2 separate regions of the Mus musculus genome follow, and region 1 is linked to region 2. A link is a contact called in public promoter capture Hi-C data. All regions are on one chromosome and are shown on one strand. The core of a region is the stretch at or near the end of the contact, and the rest is flanking DNA. Distances in the headings are between cores, read along the strand shown. Region 1 holds the start of A830009L08Rik (RIKEN cDNA A830009L08 gene). Region 2 holds the start of Xrcc4 (X-ray repair complementing defective repair in Chinese hamster cells 4).

Region 1 (6,070 bases), core at 1,669-4,168, 1.3 Mb after region 2:
ACAAATATCTGGCCATTGGAATCTTTGCAAATTCATACAGTTCACATCTTGAAAGTTTGCTTCGAGCTGGGGGTAAGGCTCAGTGGTCAGTGCATGTTTAACATGAACATTGTCCTGGGCTTCTTCCTCGGCACCGACAGAAGTCCATGTTGTGTCATTAGTATTTTGTACTCCTTTGAAAGGTTAATTGACAGAATTATATTATCCATGAAGCCAGCTTTTATTTATACTTAATGATCCCAACATGTATGTGTTTTGAGCAAGGGACAGATTTTTCCTACAGGACAATAGCTACTACTTATGGATGCCACCTCTCTGTCATTTTCACTCCAGGAAGACTCCCATTTAGCTTCTTTAATTCTTGAATGCTGTTCTGTACGGATGAGAGAACAGGCTCAGAACCATAGCACGTCTTGCCAAAGTAGTGGATGTTAGAGCCAAGAATTAAACACGTGTGGGGGGCAGGCTCCAAGGCATACTGCTCTTTAATTCTTCAACACTGTGGTGTCTATAATTCCATGTCTACATGCTGTTAAGGTCCCCAGGACGGGCTACAAACACTACTGTATCTGTAATAAGCTTCAGGACTATATTTCTAGTAGTGAGCTTCTAACAAACCCTGCCCAGTATGGTTATATATCTTAAAAATAAAACCAAACAACAACAGCCAAAAAAAAAAAAAAACCCAAAACCAAAAACTTCCTTAATTTCCTGTAGGAAGAATAAGCTTACTTCTCACATGATGCATAGATACATTCTCAGTGAGACATACCCAACATATCCAAGCAGCACGGTCAGCAACGGAACAGGGGCAAAATGTTTTGGCCTTTTTCCCCTTCTCTTAGTCCTGTTCTTCTTTCTGTCCTTGGCTCTATATTGTTTGGCTTGTTTCTCCTAGAGGGTTTTTGTTTAAAAAAAAAAAAACCAAAAAAACACACCTATACACATTATAAACCCAAGTAAAATGTACTTAGCTCTGTCCCATTGTAAGTGAATTCACAAATGTCAACAGGCTTCAGCTGCATTCTTACCATGTCCCAGAAGCTGTGGACCCATTTGAAACCCACCACAAGGGCTATTTTTATGTAGAAAGAAAACTGGGACTGGGGCAAAGTTCAAGGCCAAGGTGGGATAGTCTGAGTGATGGGGAGACAAGAGAAGGCCCAGAGATCATGAGAGTGTGCTGTAGTGAGAGACAGAGGAACATAGCTGGTGAGCCTGGCTGCTGTCAACATCACCTGGAGAAACTTGGAAAGTCTTGATATCGTGGGCCCCCTGACGAACTACATTAGATTTCTAGTACTGAGCCCAGATATCATCTGTTTAATAGCTCTCCAAGTGCTTCTAATGTGAGCTATAGAACCACAGACATGCTGGAGTCCAGCTGGGGCTGGGCTCAGGTCCCAGCTCTGCCAGGAAAGTAGCTACCTGCTCTTTGGAAAGTTACTTAGTGTTCCTAGGCCTCATCTGTAAAATGGAGACACGACTCTTAGCTCTTTTGTGCTCTCTCCTTTAGGCAATGTCTTTTTAGAGGCAGGGTTATGCTTTCTGGGAGAGGTGTCAGTGAGATGAGGGGAGGGCCTTAAAGCTGTGTGGTTTGCCAGGCAGGTGGAAGGCAGTGTTCCCCCTCTTCCTTCCAGCATCACTGTACATCTCCCCCCCCCCAACACCCTGCCCTGACCATTGTTTCACGGACAAATTGAATGAGTACTCTTCTTTCTACTTTTCTGAGAAGGTAAAAGCACCATCATAGAAGCTGACATGGCAGGGCAGAGGCTGGTCCTACAGGGCAATGGGCTTCCCAGGCATAAAAGTACTATTTTATAGGAAAGATTTCAATTTTTTCAAGCCTACAAGGGCAGGTGGATGGAAAACTTTTAATTAACCTATTCAATTATAAAACAGTCATTGTAAGACTTTATATAAGCCATATAATATTAAGTTAATAATTTGAATAGTTTTATATCAATATTATTCCTGGGTTTTGTTTGTTTTTCCATTTTGTTCTTGTCATTTCGCTCTATTTGCTTTTTGCACGTCCATTTGTTTTAGATGACTCCTCAGTTCAAGTTTAGAATGAGATCCTAAAAACTAAAGATCTTTCAGTCCAACACTCGGCATATTTAAAGACCTTGATTCATTAGCAAATGAAGCTAACAAAGGCAACACGATAGCAACAGCTAAATCTGTAACAATAAGGCGCATCATTTCAGTAGCATTAGACTTAGTGCTAGATATAGAAAGCTGATCATCCTGACCCGGACATAGCAGCATGGCTTCATATAATCTGAGGTGCTGAGGCAGGAAGCTTCTGAGTTTGAGGCCAGCCTGGGCTCTATAACCTACCTGTCAAAAAACAAACGATGGGGAAAGTAGAGGAAGGGAAAGAAGGATAGAAAATTGGGAGAGGGGAGAAATGGAAGAAAGACAAAGGAGGAGAGAGAGGGATACAGAGAGAGGGAGGGAGGGGAGTAGGACGGGAGGGGGGGGGGAGCTGCATTCCACATGTGTCAGAAGTGAGAATCATGCAGATGCTGGAGGTCCTCTAGGTCTGCTTTTTCCTGGCTGAGTTCATTCATCAGTGCTAACATAGGGACTCCAGGATCCTAAGTCTTACAAGCTTGAACAAAAGTAGCCTTAAAAATTAAAAAAAACAAAAGTTCTAGAGAAATATGGCCATGGGGGGGTGAGGTTATAATAACTGTTACTTACATAAATAGATCATTTTATTGGGCTGGTTAATGATTCCCATGTGTCCTTCAGAAACGCTCTGTCATCTTCAGTGACGGCCACTTCAGCAATTAGAGAAGAGAAAGTGACGAACTCAAGGTTTCCTCATCAGTGAGCTCAGCCAATAAGCCAACAGAGGGCTCAGTGGCCATTACTGACCCTCCCCGGAAAGCTTCCAGCTCGAAGACTGAAGAAGCATGGCGCAGACACACAGCAGTATAATTCAAGCGACTAAAATAAACTCAGCGAGCTTGCCTCATCTCTAAACACTGCATACATTTAGGTGCTATTTTGACAAGAGAGCATGGTGGCTTTTTAAGAATTTAATTTTTCAAACTCGGGTACAATTCTTTTCTTCTAACAGCATCACCCTGTGTCTGTGTTGGCTCCTCGTGAGATCATTATTAAGAGAATTGAATTATTGTTCTGTTCAAATGACCTGTGCATTCAACAATGTGTGCTGGGCTCCAGAAAGAAGTGTTTTATGTATTATTGGGAGATGGCCATCTGTGGCACAAACCAGGCCTCCCAACATGCAGAAATGCTACAAGATAGTTTCTGTTCGGTTTTATCTATGATCTGAATTCCATTTATAAGCTTTTTTCAGCCACTTGTCAACACTGTTCACTATAGCAACACTGAAAATGGCCAGGAATGAACAGATTTATCAAAGCTCTGTGAGGTTGGACTGTATGTTTCAATTATTGTATATTGGATTTTTATCATACATTTAAAATTTTTGTCCACAAAAATAGCAACAATGTCATAAAAATGGAAGTAGTTTTCTTTGATCAACTTCCAATTATTATAAGACACAAAATGAACATGCTAGATTTCGTGACTTTTATTAGATAATGGGTCTCACATTATATATGTATATTTTAAATATAACATTATCTGTCGATGCCAAGAAATGTGGATTAATTTTTTTTCAACTCTGAAAAACATTTTTCTTCCCTTTCCTGCATATGTAATGGAACAGCATGGCAGTGTGTAAAATTAAATTTTAAAATTGTAGAATATATTTAAACCATAGCCTCCCAACCTTTCTCTATCTTTTTAAAAGTAAACTTTTGATAATACTAGGGGCATGTTGGACCAAATACATGTTTTTATATAAAGCAATTATACCCAGTTATCTCTATCAGAGAATTAAAAGTCTTTTAGGAATCTTTTGCTTGGTGGTTTTATTGTTTTACTGATGCCTTGGTTAACATTAAGTATCTCTTCTGTAATGAAGTATTAAATTTTCAAGTGGAATATAGTGTTTACAAGCAAGATTTCTTCCAACCTTCCTTCTCTCTCCCTCTCCCTCCCCCTCCTCTCTCTCTGTCCTTTCTTTGTACAAAATCACGTCTATGCTGAACATATCACTTTAGAACTGAAATTAATGTAGATTTTTATTTCATTTGTGGGAAGGATACTTGTTAGAAAAGGCTGACTTACATCAACAGACAGACGGAAAGGTTAATGACCTTCACAGAAGTGCCCCTGGACTCATCTTCATCAAAGAAGGAGGAATAGTGGTGGCACTCAGTAAGGGCACCTAGCTCCAGCTGAGGGCTGAGGACTTTTTCTGTGGCTCCCCTAAGTGCTCCCTCTGTGGGCACTGTGTCACTTGCTCACTGGAGAAGCAAGAACTTCAGAACCAGAGATCTGCCCAAGGTCACTTGCTAAGACTTACTTTAGATCCATGGGGACTCCTAATACTGGACAATGTGGAACAGGTGGAAACCCTTCCACAGAACTTGGGCAGGTCACAGGGAAGCCCTAGCCATAGATGGCTGTGACCAGCACCGCTTCTGAGCTAAAAACAACCCAACTAGGTGGTACCACTTTTCCTAGAACTGGCTGTGGTCCAGAACAGCTCAAGTCCCCATATCTTCTCCTACCCAGTGCATTCTGGTGCACTTTGCTTCTCCGGGTAGATATAGCTTCATTCCGTTGTTTGATAATTCATCCAATGACATGGTTCCTGTTGTTTAGGGACACACAGCTGCAATATACAACGAAGTGTCTCCATCCTGACCTCAGGGTTTTTGCTGCTGTTTTGGGGGGAATCCCCAATAGAACTGACCATAGAGCCTCATCCAAAGAGGTTAGCTGGCAGCCCTCAGTGGTCAGAAACAGAGGGCTCTGAACAGCAGGGAACACATTATTCTTAGAATTCTGGGGTTTGGACAAGAGCATTTGTTGTTATTGTTGTTGTTGATGCTGCTGTTGTTTTGTTTGTTTGTTTGTTTGTTTGTTTTCAGACAGGGTTTCTCTGTGTAGCCCTGGCTGTCCTGGAACTCACACTGTAGACCAAGCTGGCTTCAACTCAGAAATCCTCCTGCCTCTGCCTCTCAAGTGGTGTGATTAAAGGCATCTACCACCTCTGCCCAGCAGACAAGAGCATTTGGAAAGCATTGGTTGGGCAGAAGTGAGTGGAGACTGAGTTATACTCCAGGATGTAGGGTATGGAGCCCATGAGAAGGAGGCCTGAGGATTTCCTGGGAAGATCGGCTTAGGGCTCATTTTGTTTGGTTTTGGTTAGCAGCTTTCATCCTATGCATCTCTGTACTTTATCTTTGAGTGACCTTAGTGTGACCATGAGCTTGTGCAGCACCAAAAGCTTGACAGTGCTTACAGGGTCATTCAATAAACACAGCTTCCCATGGTGGCATATCTTTCCCTGTTCCCTCCCCTATCCTTGGTGTGTTTGACCATAATGGGATAGTGCTTAGGAGTCCTTTCTTTGCTAGTGACAGAAATCCAACTAAAATCTTGAGGAAAAAAAGGAGCTTGGGTGGGGTTGTGCATGGTGGTGGGAGAGGAGGTGGCATAGAAAGAGACTGACAGAGGCCACAGAACTGAAGAGATCCTCGCACAACCGAAATAGTTTTAAGTCTCGCTCACAGGTAGCAGGGCCTTCTTGCTCGCACTGTTTCCATCCTGCCACCCTTTGTCTTTAGTCTTCTCCCTCTCACATGTTCTTTCCTGGGTGGGAGGAAGACGTGGCTGACAGCAGGCAGCTCTTAAACATTCTGACCACTTTGTAGCCAGAAACAAGGTAGTAGACTCCCCCCTCCTCTCCAACTAATAAAAGTTAGAATTTCCCAAAGTAGAACTCTGATTGGCTAGACTCTGGTCATGTGCCAAAGGGGTATCTGTCAGGGGAATAAGGTCACTTCCATATCCCCGAGGCCCAGGAGCACACTCGAAGATCCTAACCTCATCTGGGGTGGGGAGGGTGATTCCCTAAAGTAAAGCAATACTATTTCAAGCAGACAATAAAATAAAAGCTGCATGCATGACAGAAGGTGAAGTTGTACGACTCTGTCATTTACAAAGAAGTAAA
Region 2 (5,934 bases), core at 164-2,663:
GAGCCTGGACCAGAACCTCATACAGAAACATCAACCTGAAGTGTCAAACAGTAGGACCTAGCAATCTTTATATGAATAGAGTCAGTTATAACATCTACCAACACTTTCACTACTGTAAAACCCAAACTTACTGAGCTCAGAACATATTTTCTACGTCTACATTTGAAACATTCATGGTTAGTCAACTTAAATAGTAAGTATAACACAAAGCAATTTTGAGACTATTCAATGACAATCACTTCTCCTATTGGCCTAATCCCCAGTCCCCCATTCAAATACTCAAAGAAATCCCTTGTCCTGCAGTCTCCTGATACCACTAAGATGCAGATTCTGAACTTGAGTATTTGATCAACAGGTTTAGCAGTTGGGTATAACTGATTTTAAAAATGTAGTAATAATTTCAAATAAAATCTTGGATGACAATGCAGTAATAAACACAATCACATATAGCATAGCACTAGGTAAAAGTACTGTGTTGCCATAAGTACTAGATTCTCATGATTCAGCTAAATAATGGTTAGAAATTAACATATCACATCAGTTTCCTTCACTAAAGCTTTCTATACTTCTTCTAGGTCATTAAGTTAAAGAATGGGTAACATTCTGAATAAATACTAGAGCCATACTGACTAAAGGAAAAAAACAATTATTTAAACACACAGGATTTCCATAATTTTGATACACTTGGAAGAGTGGGGAAAGTGCCCGACTTCAGAATCATTCCAAGAATGTATATAAAATTGAACACATCAGATTACATCTTCCCCGTATCTACAAAACTCATAAAGAGAACTAGAGGTGAAATCGTTTCTCACCCACTGGTTTTATACTAGCCAAATAATCCCCTCGGGAATGGGCCGTTCCTTTCCAGTAGCTACCACAGAGTTCTTTCCCTCTCCCCACGGCCTAGAACGTCTAAGCCCCGGATGTAGAGTGTGCAAACAAGGAGGGGGCCAGCCAAGGCCAGCATTGGCTGGCGGGAGGGGCTGGTGGGTCATCACACTGGACGCAGCCTTTTAAATCCAAGTCTCCACCACAGAGCAGCTCAGCACAGTTCCAAGGAGTCCCTCACGACTGAAAATTCCACGTGACACAGAAAGAGACACTTAGGAAGGAGCCCAACAGGTGCTCACATTGGGAAAACCTTACATCTACAAAAGGCTCAGGGGGTCACAGACAGGGTAAAAAGCACGCACTGCGCAGCTTTAAAGCTAAAATCAGGGACTACAGGAGGTTGACATAGAAAGGGGGGAAAAAATGCATTGCTTCTGGAAAGACACCACAGCCACTTCCGGGCCCTACCTCTCAGTACTCCACTTCCGGTCTTCTAAAAATTGTGGACGCCAGAGATAAACCGATGCGCCCAATGAGAGAATCCGCTAATACCGTGGTTTGCGAGTCGTCGGCCAAGTCCCACCTCTTCCGGTAACAGAAGCCTATCACGGAGTCTGAATGGTGCGGCATGGGCGGAGGCGCCGCGATAGGTCCAACCGGACCGCTGGAGCGAGCGGGAAGCACAGCGGGCCTGCATCCTCTTCCGCCCCGGCCCGGAAGGGTGATGTGGCTGGACCAGCACCGGCCTCACTATGGTAAGAACCTGGGCTTCCTGGCCGCGGTTGAGTTTCTCGGCGGGGCCGCGGCTCGTGCGGGGCGGCGGGGATGGTGCGGGCGCTGTGGGGCGCGGGAGCCCTGGCGCTAGCGTGATTCTCCGGGGATCCGAGGGTGCACAGGCTGGGAGTCATGCGGCCGCGATGCACATCCCGGAGCATCAGGCCAACAGTCCTAGGAAGAACCCGGGTGGTGGACTCGGCCCCTCGCCAAGAGGCCGACTTGCTGCGTTGTTTAGTGTGGAATTACGGTGGCATTCCACTAAGCCGATTGCCATCTGCTACAAATATCTGGACGGATATACACTTTCAAACGCTGGAGTCTCAGTCTCCCCCTTTCCCCTTTCTTTTATGTGTTCCCTGTGTCACCCAACCTGCATCTTTCTGCAGTAATTAATGGATTGCCGGTTTTCTTAACACTAGATACTACTGCTTCCGTTTTACCTGTGGAATCAATGGCGAGATAGGGCCCCTCCCTCATCGTTTTTTCAATTCTAAAGACACTTCTTTGCAAACGAATGTTTTTAATGATTTTAGTTACTGTCTCGAAGGAACTTGAGCCTTACTCGCAGACCACCACTCACTTTGGGAGTTCCTATGCGTGTTATTATTGATTGTTTAATAGTTTAAACCTCAGAAAACCTTACACTATAAATCACAAATAGCAACAACAACAAAGGTCAGGACAAGGAACAGAAAGCCCCTGAGTAAAGTAAACATTAGTAATTAACTTTTAAAGATCTATGAATGCATCTTTTCAGTAGTCTGGTAAATGCAGGAATCTCCCTTCACTATCACTTCAGTGGGTTTAGAAGCCATTTATAACTATATTTCTAGAGAAAGCTTGTTGTGTTATCATCTCAAAATCAGCCAGGACTCTCCCACCCCCACTAGACCTCAAATTCTACGATTAGAAGATACTGAATTTGAGTCCATTAAAGCCTTTTTTTTTTTTTTTACTTCGTACTGCAGATAGTATATTCTTGGTCAAAAGGATGTTAATAAACAGTTACAGAACTTGAAAAGTTGCTTTCTTGCCTATTTACCGAGAAACAAGTAGAATGACTTTGCTCTTAGTCAAAGGTACATTTTACATCCTCTCCTACTTAGATAAAATCAAGATAATTTAAGATGTACAGTATTTTAACTTTTTCCAAAAACAAGCTTTTGTTTACTAGTACTTGATGTGTAGAAGATGTAGTTTCTAAGCATTGTCTTGCTTTAAATTCCTGACTTCTGAGATATTTCCAGGTAAAGGAAGAGAAAAGTAGGGAGCCTGAGTTGTCTAGGATCGGGTACCTAGTAAGTAAAGCCAGGCCTCAGATTTATCTAATGACTCTATGGAGTGGTAACAAGAAAAGTGACTGGTGTGTTCATGAAGATATGCAGTTTTCTGCTCCAGATTTTTTTAACTTATGATTTGTTGAATATATGGGTGTGTAACTGGAATTGGAGGGTTGAAGGGTGAATTATATGTATCCCTATATTTGTAGAATGGCTTTGGAAGGATGTGTGATAGTATTAAATCTGTATGTTTTACTTTTTTAAGTGTTGTGAGAAAAAAAAAAGTGTATGCAATGAATGTTTTATTAGAGATGTTACTGGTCATAAGTTACACATGTTAAATATTAAGTGTAATGTCCAAAAATAATATTGGTTATAAATAACATAGAAGGTAAAGATTAAACTTAGCAGCTCCGTTTGTCTTTATATTCTGGTCCTTGGTCAAGTGTGCCATTAATCACAGAGGAAATCCAAGAAAGGTTTGTGAGAGAAAAGTAAAATGGTAAATTTTTTTACCATAATTCTTATTGTATTAGCAATAAAAATGACAGTACAAAAGAATATGTCTCTATAGTTTGACCTTATGAAAGCATTCCATGAACTTCACTCTGAAAGCCATTGTATAAGGTTAATAGGAATCTAATGTAGATGCAGTGATCTTCTCTCAGAGTACTTAACAGCAAATAAATACTTTGAGTTCCTAGAGACTGTAGTATCTTTATAGTTTAAGTCTAAATTTGGGGGATTGTTTTTTAAAGCATTGAATGATTCAAGTGAGTAACCAGCACCCAGCGTTTAACTTTTCTGTTTTACCAAACAACCTAGATTTCATTTAATATTTTCTTGATTGCAAAGTACATTTTTTCATGTAGGATTTGCTTTTTTCCCTTCAGAATATCTTTTCAATCATTTTATCGAGGTATATGAAGAATTCATTTTTCTAAAACTACTAATCAAATATTGGTTCCACCTTTGGACCAGATAGCTATTGACGCTTCAAGAGATTTATGACCTCTGAACTATAGCTTGACTCACAACCAAAGTTCTGTAGTGGAAAGTAAGAAGATAAGCTCTTATACACTTGTGAAACAGGACCAGTTAGATCAGATGCAACTGACAAGGAAAGTTCATTTATTCAACGGTAAATTTATGTGTTAAGTAATCCAGGTGTGTAATAAACTCAAAGACAGGTTATGTGTTCAGTCAGTTTTGGCCACTTGATATATAGCATGTGTTTGGATTTGCAGACTAATATTTATCACTGTTTCTGTGGTTCTTGTTTTTAAAAGATAATAGTACATATAGACTTTGGTCTAATAAAATCTAGTTGGAAAATGCTGACCTGACTTAGGTTTGTAAATCATAAAATGTTGACCCATTTCTCAAGTGTGCTGTAAATGTTACCATAATTAGGTTAAGGGTGTTGATTCTGTGTTCTCTCTCCTTAAATAAGAATAAACTACTCTACTTTTATATAAAGCAAACAAGTATATATTAGTAAGTGAAAGTGTTATTAGCTAGTGTTTTAAATTTTTGTCTTTGGTATCTAACTCATAATTTTAAAGTATAGTTGAGTTAAACTGGAGAGATTAATGTCAGAAAGAAATTATTTTAAATGTGAGCAATGAACATTTGAAGCCCTAAGACAATGTTATTGACAAAACACTCTTACTCAGGGAACAAGGTAAACATTTTGTTTTGCTGATACTAAAAATGAGTCTGCATGGAGCCAAAGAGATCCAATGCTAATGAAAATATTGTAAGTTAAGACAGTATCCTTTCTGTCGGTTAAGTCTTGTCAGTAACCAATCATTGCAGGTGAGAAGTATCTGTGATTTTTTTAAAATTTATTTTTGTACTTGTTTATTGGAGACCCAGCTCCCAATGTTTAAGAGTGATTTTTGAAAAAAGTTGTACTAACAAATGTCCAGGATGCTTTTATTTATAATTCTTGAACAAGCTCCCATATCCAAACTTGGAGGATATAACTTTAGCAGTCAAGAATAACTCTAGCTGGACAGTGGTGGCGCACGCCTTTGATCCTAGCGCTTGGGAGGCAGAGGCAGGCGGATTTCTGAGTTCGAGGCCAGCCTGGTCTACAAAGTGAGTTCCAGGACAGCCAGGGCTACACAGAGAAACCCTGTCTCAGGGGAAAAAAAAAAAGAATAACTCTGGAGGGGGCTGGGGAAATGGCTCAGTGGTTAAGAGCACTGGCTGCTCTTCCAGAGGTCCTGAGTTCAATTCCCAGCAACCACATGATGGCTCACAACAATGATGGTTATCTGTAATGGGATCCCATGCATGCCTTCTGCTGTGTCTGAGGATAGTGACAGCACATATGCATAAATAAGTAAATCTTTAAAAAAAAAAAAACAAAAACAAGAATAACTCTAGAACTACGAATGCCTGTGAACGTCTTTTGTTACTTCACTACTTAACTGTGCATTACTTCAGGAAGATCATTGAGTAGCTTCTCGTCTGGCGCCGTTAGCTCGGCTAGCATGGCTGTTCCAAGCTCTTGGATGCTCCAGTTACTTCCGAAGGTCTGCCTAGTTGTGGCTGGTGATGAGGCTGCAATGGAAAGACATGAGTGAGGAGCGTAAGAGAAAATAACTTGGGAGCCACTGACACAGTGCTTTAAAAAGAAGAGCACAATTCTCAGAGATCTAAGTTGAAGGCAGGGCTTCTATGTCCCACAAGCCTAAGGCTTACTTCCCTTGCCGTAGGTATTGTGTTCCAGTGCATGCCACAGGCAGCCCTGATTCAAGGGAATGCCATTTAATACTTCTTTAAGGAAAGGAAACGTTTATAGATGTGGTAGAGAGAATGTACCCACTGAAAAACCAATACATGCATCACACAAAAGCATGAATGCATTTCTAATCCTGTGTGACAAGAGACTTTGAGTTCAAATTTTCATTTGGAGGATTATCCTGGAGGAGAGAGAGCAGTGAGATCACAAGAACATTTAACAGATAGGAAGAGTGTGGTCAGAGCCACAGAAATAGTGACTTACATGTCACAATGTCAGAGTGGTATAGAG

Evidence for each region. Promoter capture Hi-C pulls out the DNA fragments that hold promoters and counts their contacts.
Region 1: a promoter capture Hi-C map of liver shows a contact between it and region 2, with 6 times the contacts expected there. The contact joins the promoter of A830009L08Rik here to the promoter of Xrcc4 in region 2. A contact is called at or near these places in 2 of 39 promoter capture datasets (hippocampal neurons and liver).

The regions. Positions count from the first base shown.
Region 1 is chr13:91,385,167-91,391,236 of GRCm38.p6, forward strand. A830009L08Rik (RIKEN cDNA A830009L08 gene) reads right to left here and starts at 2,919. Exons shown (of 3, transcript NR_045161.1): 1 at 2,713-2,919.
Region 2 is chr13:90,088,195-90,094,128 of GRCm38.p6, forward strand. Xrcc4 (X-ray repair complementing defective repair in Chinese hamster cells 4) reads right to left here and starts at 1,414. Exons shown (of 8, transcript NM_028012.4): 1 at 1,303-1,414. It overlaps Tmem167 (transmembrane protein 167), which reads left to right and starts at 1,473. Exons shown (of 4, transcript NM_025335.3): 1 at 1,473-1,589. The coding sequence starts at 1,587.